Linked DNA regions of Sus scrofa: region 2 is linked to region 1. Evidence: chromatin contacts called from public Hi-C data. All regions are on one chromosome and are shown on one strand. The core of a region is the stretch at or near the end of the contact, and the rest is flanking DNA. Distances in the headings are between cores, read along the strand shown. Region 1 holds the start of KMT5C (histone-lysine N-methyltransferase KMT5C). Region 2 holds the start of ZNF581 (zinc finger protein 581).

What was found. Hi-C and Micro-C count contacts between places; a contact is called where the count stands out from the background.
Region 2: a Hi-C map of liver shows a contact between it and region 1, with 1.8 times the contacts expected there. The contact joins the promoter of ZNF581 here to the promoter of KMT5C in region 1. A contact is called at or near these places in 2 of 47 Hi-C or Micro-C datasets (both in liver).

Annotation. Positions count from the first base shown.
Region 1 is chr6:59,515,020-59,518,667 of Sscrofa11.1, forward strand. KMT5C (histone-lysine N-methyltransferase KMT5C) reads left to right here and starts at 2,039. Exons shown (of 9, transcript XM_021095006.1): 1 at 2,039-2,156.
Region 2 is chr6:59,739,673-59,743,320 of Sscrofa11.1, forward strand. It overlaps ZNF581 (zinc finger protein 581), which reads left to right and starts at 1,740. Exons shown (of 5, transcript XM_021095062.1): 1 at 1,740-1,823; 2 at 2,941-3,014. ZNF784 (zinc finger protein 784) reads right to left here and starts at 1,693. Exons shown (of 2, transcript XM_003356071.4): 1 at 1,580-1,693; 2 at 1-204. The coding sequence starts at 1,657.

The sequences.
Region 1 (3,648 bases), core at 789-3,288:
ACCCAAGCCGTGGCAGTGACAACGCAGGATCCCCAACCCGCTGTGTGGCACGAGGGAAATCCACGAACATCTTTAAATATAAATATTTTAACACTTGTCCAGTTATTTCTCTAGAATAAACCCCTGGAAGTGGCATTGATGAGTCAAAATTTTATTTGCATTTCGAAATATTTTTGAAACGTCGAAAAAGAACAGTGAATATACAGAACTCACGGCTTCCACCTCAGGCTTAACAAAACAAATTACACATAGATCCGAGGAGCTTCCCTGATTGCATGCCTTCCCCTCCGCCCCTAGGGGTCGCTACTAGGGCTATCCGCAGCCCTTGCTCCTGCCCCGGTCGCTTAGCTGTACCCATGCACTTTTGCGCGGAATTACACGTGTCACACGCAAACCCTGCTTTATGCGTTTTAAAACTTCCTGCATTCGACTACATAAGACTTCTGCAACTAGCAGCATGCTTTGGGGTCGTCCAGGTTGATATATGGAGTGCTAGTTCAACCACTTTCACGGCTGTATGGTGCTTCCCTGTGAAACTATGCCAGGATCCATTTATTCATGCCCTATGTGATGGACATTTAAGCCGTCTCTAGTTTTTCACCGTTACAAACATCACTCTTGCAAGCATTAGTGTGCTTATATTTTTGTTCACATTTTTTAGTTTCTCTAGGATGTACACCCGCTGATAGATGGGCTGCACTTTCAACGTTCAGATATACTGGTACATAGAACTTTCCCGAAGAGCCGAGCTTTTTATAGGGTCCTTTCAGCTTGCTGGCTCCCCTGCTCTGGGTGAGGCTTCTTCTCTCCTCCGGAGCTGTAGCCATCCTTATGGGAGGGGGTGTCTGGGTTAGGGGTGTCTCAGTTCCAGGAGTCGTCCCAGTTGCAGAAGGAATAGTAAGAACAGAGGGTGGGAGCCTGGACGAACGGATGAAGGACACTTAGGAGAGTGTTAAGTTGGACGCTTCAAAGAGGGACCAGTGTGGTTCTTGTTTTATAGATGTGAGCCTGAGGCCCAGAGAGGGCAAACCATTTCTCCAACGTCACACAGCGAAGGGACGCAGAAACCAGCGTCATACATTGATTGACTCCAGGACAAATACACGAAGTACCTACTCTGCGCCCCACATTGTTCCAAACGCACAGGATATATGGCAGTCAGCAAAACAAAGACCTTCTGATCCAACTGTGGAACTTATTATTCCGGGCTTAATTATGATGCATTGCTAATTATGTTTGCCTCTAGGGTTGCTGCAGGGGGGTGATTCCAATTAGGGGAGGGGGGTGCCCCATGGGAGCGCCCCACGAGCCAGGGCTTCCTCCAAAACCCCCACCTCTCCATCGCCCTCTTTCTGACCTGTTCACTCACAGAGTGTTAATGTGGATACTCAAAATTAAACAGGGTATTTGGGGTCCAAAAGGGAGGAAGAGAGATTGAAGAGTCCTTTGTATCCGGCAGGGCTGTCAATAAAGTTTTGTCGCCTTGGCAACCAGGGTCCTCTCCCGGCGTGGCGACGGAGGTGCGCGCGCATTCACCCCCCTCCCGCCTGCCCCTGCTTTCTCCCTCCGGTGGCGAAAGGCTTCACCAGAGAAAGAGAATAGGCAGGTCGCGACTCTAAGGTGACGGGCGGAGACCTGAACCAATGGAAGGACGAGTCGTTCCAAGGCCGGCCAATCACACGCGGGCTCTGAAGCCGGCGGAACCCGCCCTCTTTCCCCTAGGACCCGAATAACCCGACCCAAACCGGAGTTTTGCCGGGAGGGACGGCGCTTTTGCCCAATGAGGGCGTCGATTTCGGGTTGTGGGCGGGGATACGTCTCCATGGTAGCAGATGAAGGACAGCAGTGGCGTCCACTGGACGCAGTTGGCGGCGCTTGACGGCAAGGCGGGCGTGGCGGGGTTTTGTAGGGGCACTGCCGGGGGCGGGCGGGGAGGGCCAGAGCGGATCTTGGCCAATAGGAGTGGCGCGAGCTTCGTAGCAACTGAAGAGTGGCGGCCACCTTGGCCAATGGGAGGACACGGTGGCCGTGGCGGGGCAGGCCCGGCGGGGCCGACTGGAGGCGCGGCGACCGTGTCTGACGAGAGCTGGAAGAGGCAGTGGGAGGTGGTGGCATCGGCGGCGCGGGCGCCAGAGGAGGAGGAGGAGGAGAAGCGGGTGAGGGGCGGCGCGGGGCCCGACCTCTGAGCCCCTTCTCGGCCCCCGCCCCGCGCTGCCTTGGCTTCGGGTCGTCCCTAGCCCCGACTGTCCCCGCCCCACCCGGCCCTTCCTCGTGTCCAGGCGCCCACGTCTCCCCGCCCTTCGGCGAGCCTCAGGGTGCTCGCTGCGCCTAGCCCCTTCCCCGTGCTTCTTCACCCGGGGCCCTCTCCGCAGCCCCGGGCCTTCCCCCGGCCCCGCTCTCGCGCTCCAGGCCCTTCCCTGGACCCTCAGCTCGCCCTCTGCGCTGACTCTTCCTCCCCTTCCTGGACTTGAGGCTTTTCCCCTGCACTCTCACCGCCTAGCCAAGTCCTTCCCTGGAGCCCCCAGTCTTCCCCAGGAGCCTGTCTGCTTCCCCAGTTGCCCTCTGGTCCTCAGGCCCTTCCCCTGCACTCTCACCGCCTACCCAGGCCGCTGGAGCCCCCCCACCGCCGTCTTGCGCAGGCCCCTGTCTGCTTCCCCCAGTTTCCCTCTGGACCTCAGGCCCTTCCCCTGCACTCTCACCGCCTACCCAGGCCCTTCCTTGGAGCCCAGGCTCTTTCCTCAAGGCCGTTCTACGCTCCTCCCCGGCTCCCTAGGACTTCCCCATCCCTGTTTGCTTTTCCAAGCCCTGTACTGGACCCCCTAGCCGCCCCCCTCGACCTGCTCAGGACTCTTCCCCGGAGCTGCAGGTTCTTCTCTGCTTTCGTTGGCCCCCTTGTCACCCTGCTGGCTTTTCTGGGGTCCTCCCTGGATCCCCAAGCTATCCCGCAGGCCTCTGTCCCTCCTGCAGGCACGCTGGCCCGTCACTCTGCCCCAGCTCCCACCCCACAGTGTCCATTTTTCTCTTTCCCCACATGCCCCTCTGTAGCCTCCTTTCTGTCCCAGCGCCCACCCGCGGCACCCCCTCTTTATCCCCAGCCTTCGTGTCTTCTCGACCCCCTTTCCCAGCCGCTCTAGCTCCCAGTCTGTCTTCCACCCCCCATTCCGAGGCACCATGGTGTGGGCCCCCCCCCCCGCAGGCCCTCTGCAGTGGGGTTAGGAGGCTTGTTTTGTTGCCTTTGGCTAATCCCTGTCTTTCTCCTCCTTTTTTATGGGCCTCTTCTGCTTCTCCATACTGTTCCTTCTCTCTCCCCCTCCCCCGCTTTGTCCTCTGCGCCCCTCCCTCCCCCGGAATCCTTGGAGAGGGAGCAGGTGCTGGGATCCCTCCTTTGCTCTCCCTCGCCTCACCCCCCCCCCCAGGCTGCCTGGGGTTTCACCCAGAGCCTTCTGAGGACTCCCAAGGGCTACTGGGGAGGGGGGTGGAGGCCAAGGCCAGCAGAGAGTGGGGGTGGGTGCAAGAACAAGCAGTTCTGGCAGGGCAGGAAGCCTTGGCGTTTTCCTTGGTGAGGGCTGGAGATGGAGCTGGGTCCCCCCTGACTCCCACCTCCTGCAGGACTAAGCCTTTAGGGTTATCCCAATCTGCCAATTAATC
Region 2 (3,648 bases), core at 490-2,989, 220 kb after region 1:
GCCGCCCTCAGCTCCCGCCAAGTGGCCATGTTCGTGGAACAGCAGCTCGGAGACCAGCCGGAAGACAGCTGGGCACAAGGCACAGTGGAGAGAACCTGGCTCTGGGGGCTCAGGTACCAGCGTGGTGTCGGTCACCTTCACCACCTGGATCTCGACGAGGTCGCTCGGGGGGGTGGCCGGGCGGCCATCATCAGGCACCAGGACCTGGGTGAGGGGGAGAAGAAACAGAGGAGCCTGTGGCCTCTGCCTCAAGGCCTCCCCACCTGATTATTAAAACACCTCCCTTTTGTAGCATGCTGGATCCCTCGATTTCTAGATTCAGCTCTCCGCTGCTTCCCCGGCCCGGGATTCTGTTACGTGCCTTTGAAGACTTCCCCTCCCGTCTGAAATGGTCCACAGATCCAGCCATCTCTCTCCTCCATCCCAGTGAAAAGCCAATTACCTCACTGCACCTTTTTTTTTTTTTTTTTTTTTTTTGAGGGGGCCTCCCTCGCAGCAGGCCTATGATCCTGGGCCAGGGATTGAACCCGTGCCACAGCAGCGACCCAAGGTGCCACAGCAGCGACCCAAGGTGCCACAGCAGCAACGCAAGCTGCCACAGCACCAACGTGGAATCCTCGGGCCACTGGGGAACTTCATAAGGCAAACATTCTTTGCCAAGTGTCCTGAACCTCTGACTGCCTCTGGTCCTCTGCCTGGCTCCCTCATAACCCATTTTCCCAAAGCAGCCTTAATGACCTTTTGAAAACGGGAACAGATGGAAGTCATTTTCCCATTCGCAACCCTCCCATGACACCCACTGCACTTAAAATCCAAAGCCTTAATTCATATCCATCACGATCTGCCTCCCGCTTATCTCTCTGGCCCCAGTGTAAATATAAGCCGGCACACAGCTGACTTCTCTCTCGACTAAATTTAGCTCCCCTCCGCGCCGCTCTATCAGCTCACTCTTTATCGAACATAACACAATAAGACTTCTTTATTGTCTCTCTCCTCTTCTGGGCTGCAAGCTCCAAGAGGATAGTTTATTTGCCGCCTTCACCTCTCCATCTGTCTAGCCCAAGTGGGAGCACAGTAAATGTCTGCTGAATGAAAGACTGTCCTCAGATACGCTCTCAGCCTGAGTGGGGTCCAAAGGCAGCTGGAGCAGGCACTTCTGCCCCCAAATCCTCTCTTGGGTAGCACTTAGACTCTTGCAGAATCATCCCCCTACCCCGAAGTGGGTGACCCAACCATAACCCCACACCCTTCTCTTCCAGGGTCACCTTCCCAACCTTCCACCCAGGTTCCGGAACCCTAAAATTCATGAGGTCCCGCCCTCTGAAGGCTCCGCCCCCTCATTAGACAAACTCAATCCCTCGGACTCCTCGCTCGGGTGGATCCCTCTCCAGTTCTGACTTGGCCCGCCCACCCTCCTCCTCCGGCCACGCCCCTCCAACCTCACACCGCCCCCACGAGAAGCCCCGCCCCCAGGGCCATAGCCCTAAATACCTCCCCCGCCCAGCTCTAAGCCCCACCCCCACCCCTGCGACCTCCTGCCGCCTAGAGCCCCCGCGCCGGGGCCCTTCCTCGCCCGCACCAGGTCCGGAGGTTCCGGGGATCGCGGCTCCGGGCCCGCTGAGCTCAGACTCGGCGACTCCGGGCGCGCGGCAGCCATCTTGTCCCCAGGCCCCGCCCCCAATGCCAGAGGTCAATCCGGAGGGGGTGGGGCCTAGGCTGGCGTCGGGGCCCCGCGCAGGCGGCCTGGAGGAGGGGCGGGGCTTCCCGGGAGCTGGCTCTCTCCATCCCCAGGGAGAAAGTGGTGAATTTCTTCCTAATTGCCTGTCAGTGCCCCCAAGAGACAGCCTGCGTGGGGCGCTGGGGTGGCTCTGAGCTAATTCTTTTGTGTACGTGTCTTTTTAGGGCGAACCCGCAGCGTATAGAGGTTCCCAGACTAGGAATCGAATCGCAACTGCACCTGCCGGCCTGCACCACAGCCACAGCAACGCTGGATCCTTAACCCCCTGAGCGGAACCACGGATCCCTCCTGATTTTGTCGGGTTCGTTTGTGCCAGGCCACGACGGGAACTCTCCTGTGAGCTAATTCTAATTTCTTTTTTTTTTTTTTTTTTTTGGTCTTTTTGCTATTTCTTGGGCCGCTCCCACGGCATATGGAGGTTCCCAGGCCAGGGGTCTAATCGGAGCTGTAGCCACAGGCCTACGCCAGAGCCACAGCAACGCGGGATCCGAGCCGCGTCTGCAACCTACACCACAGCTCACGGCAACGCCGGATCGTTAACCCACTGAGCAAGGGCAGGGACCGAACCTGCAACCTCATGGTTCCTAGTCGGATTCGCTAACCACTGCGCCACGACGGGAACTCCCTAATTTCTCTTTTTAATCTCCATGAGTAGGCTCTGGCGGTCACTTGACACCAGAATTGAACAACCTTTGTTGTGTTCACACTACACGTTTTTGTGGTCACCTACTCCCTGGTTCGAGATAACTCAGTGAGGCAAAGGTTACAAATGTAAGGACTTTTAAGTCCCTTTGCAAAAATATACTGAACCGACTGCCACACTAGTGGTACTGGGATTCATTAGCAAGTATCCACAGGTTGTGTGAAGTTTGGGAAATGCGCCTTTGAAGGCAAGAGCCCAAGGGCAGGGGTTTTCGGCAGTTACAAGGACAGGGCTGAGGGCTCAGCTGTCCAGTTACTCGTTCCTTGGCCCGGCTGTGTGACCTTGGAGAGGTCATCGCGCTACTTCTGACCATGCCTGCATTTATGCATACATCTGTAGAGGGTTGCGAAACCCACTAAAACAGAGAGATGCGAGATCGCTGGAACACTCTTAAATTGTTTTCCTGGAAGGGCAGGGTGGATGACTGAACGTGACGATCATGCGCAAATTCGGTTCTCCCTCTTTAGGGAACATGATAGGGTTGTATTTTCCTTTGCAGTTAGACGTGGCCACGTGGTTTTCTTTGCCCAGTGAAATGACAGTGGAAGCGGTAGGTGTCCACTTCAGCACAAGGTAAGAGTCTGCTGAAATGTTCACCGCTTTTTGTTCCTGCTTGGGAATCTGTTTCCATTAGACGAAATTCCAGGGTGTGTGACCAGAACCTGGTGCAAGTCTTCCTCGGATAGATAGCATTTAAAATACTCATTTGGGGAGTTCTCTTCGTGGCTCAGTGGTTAACAACCTGACTAGGATCCATGAGGATGCATGTCTGATCCCTGGCTTTGTGCAGTGGGTTAAGGATCCGGCGTTGCCGTGAGCTGTGGTGTAGGTTGCAGACGTGGCTCAGATCCCGCGTTGCTGTGGCTCTGGCGTAGGCCGGCAGCTACAGCTGCGATTCACCCCCTAGCCTGGGAACCTCCATATGCCGTGGGAGCAAAAAAAAAAAAAAAAAAACAAAAGAAAAGAAAAATTCAGAAGTATATAAATAGCTCCCTGTACTCCTTAATGAACTTAAACCATACAACTTTACAGATGCAATCTCAGCCATCTGTGTAACATCCCCTTCTCTTGCCTCCTTCCCCTTATGAGATTTTGCATTTCCTTTCTTACTTTCTTTCTTTTTTTTTTTTTGTCTTTTTTTGCTATTTCTTGGGCCGCTCCCGAGGCATATGGAGGTTCCTAGGCTAGGGGTTGAATCGGAGCTGCA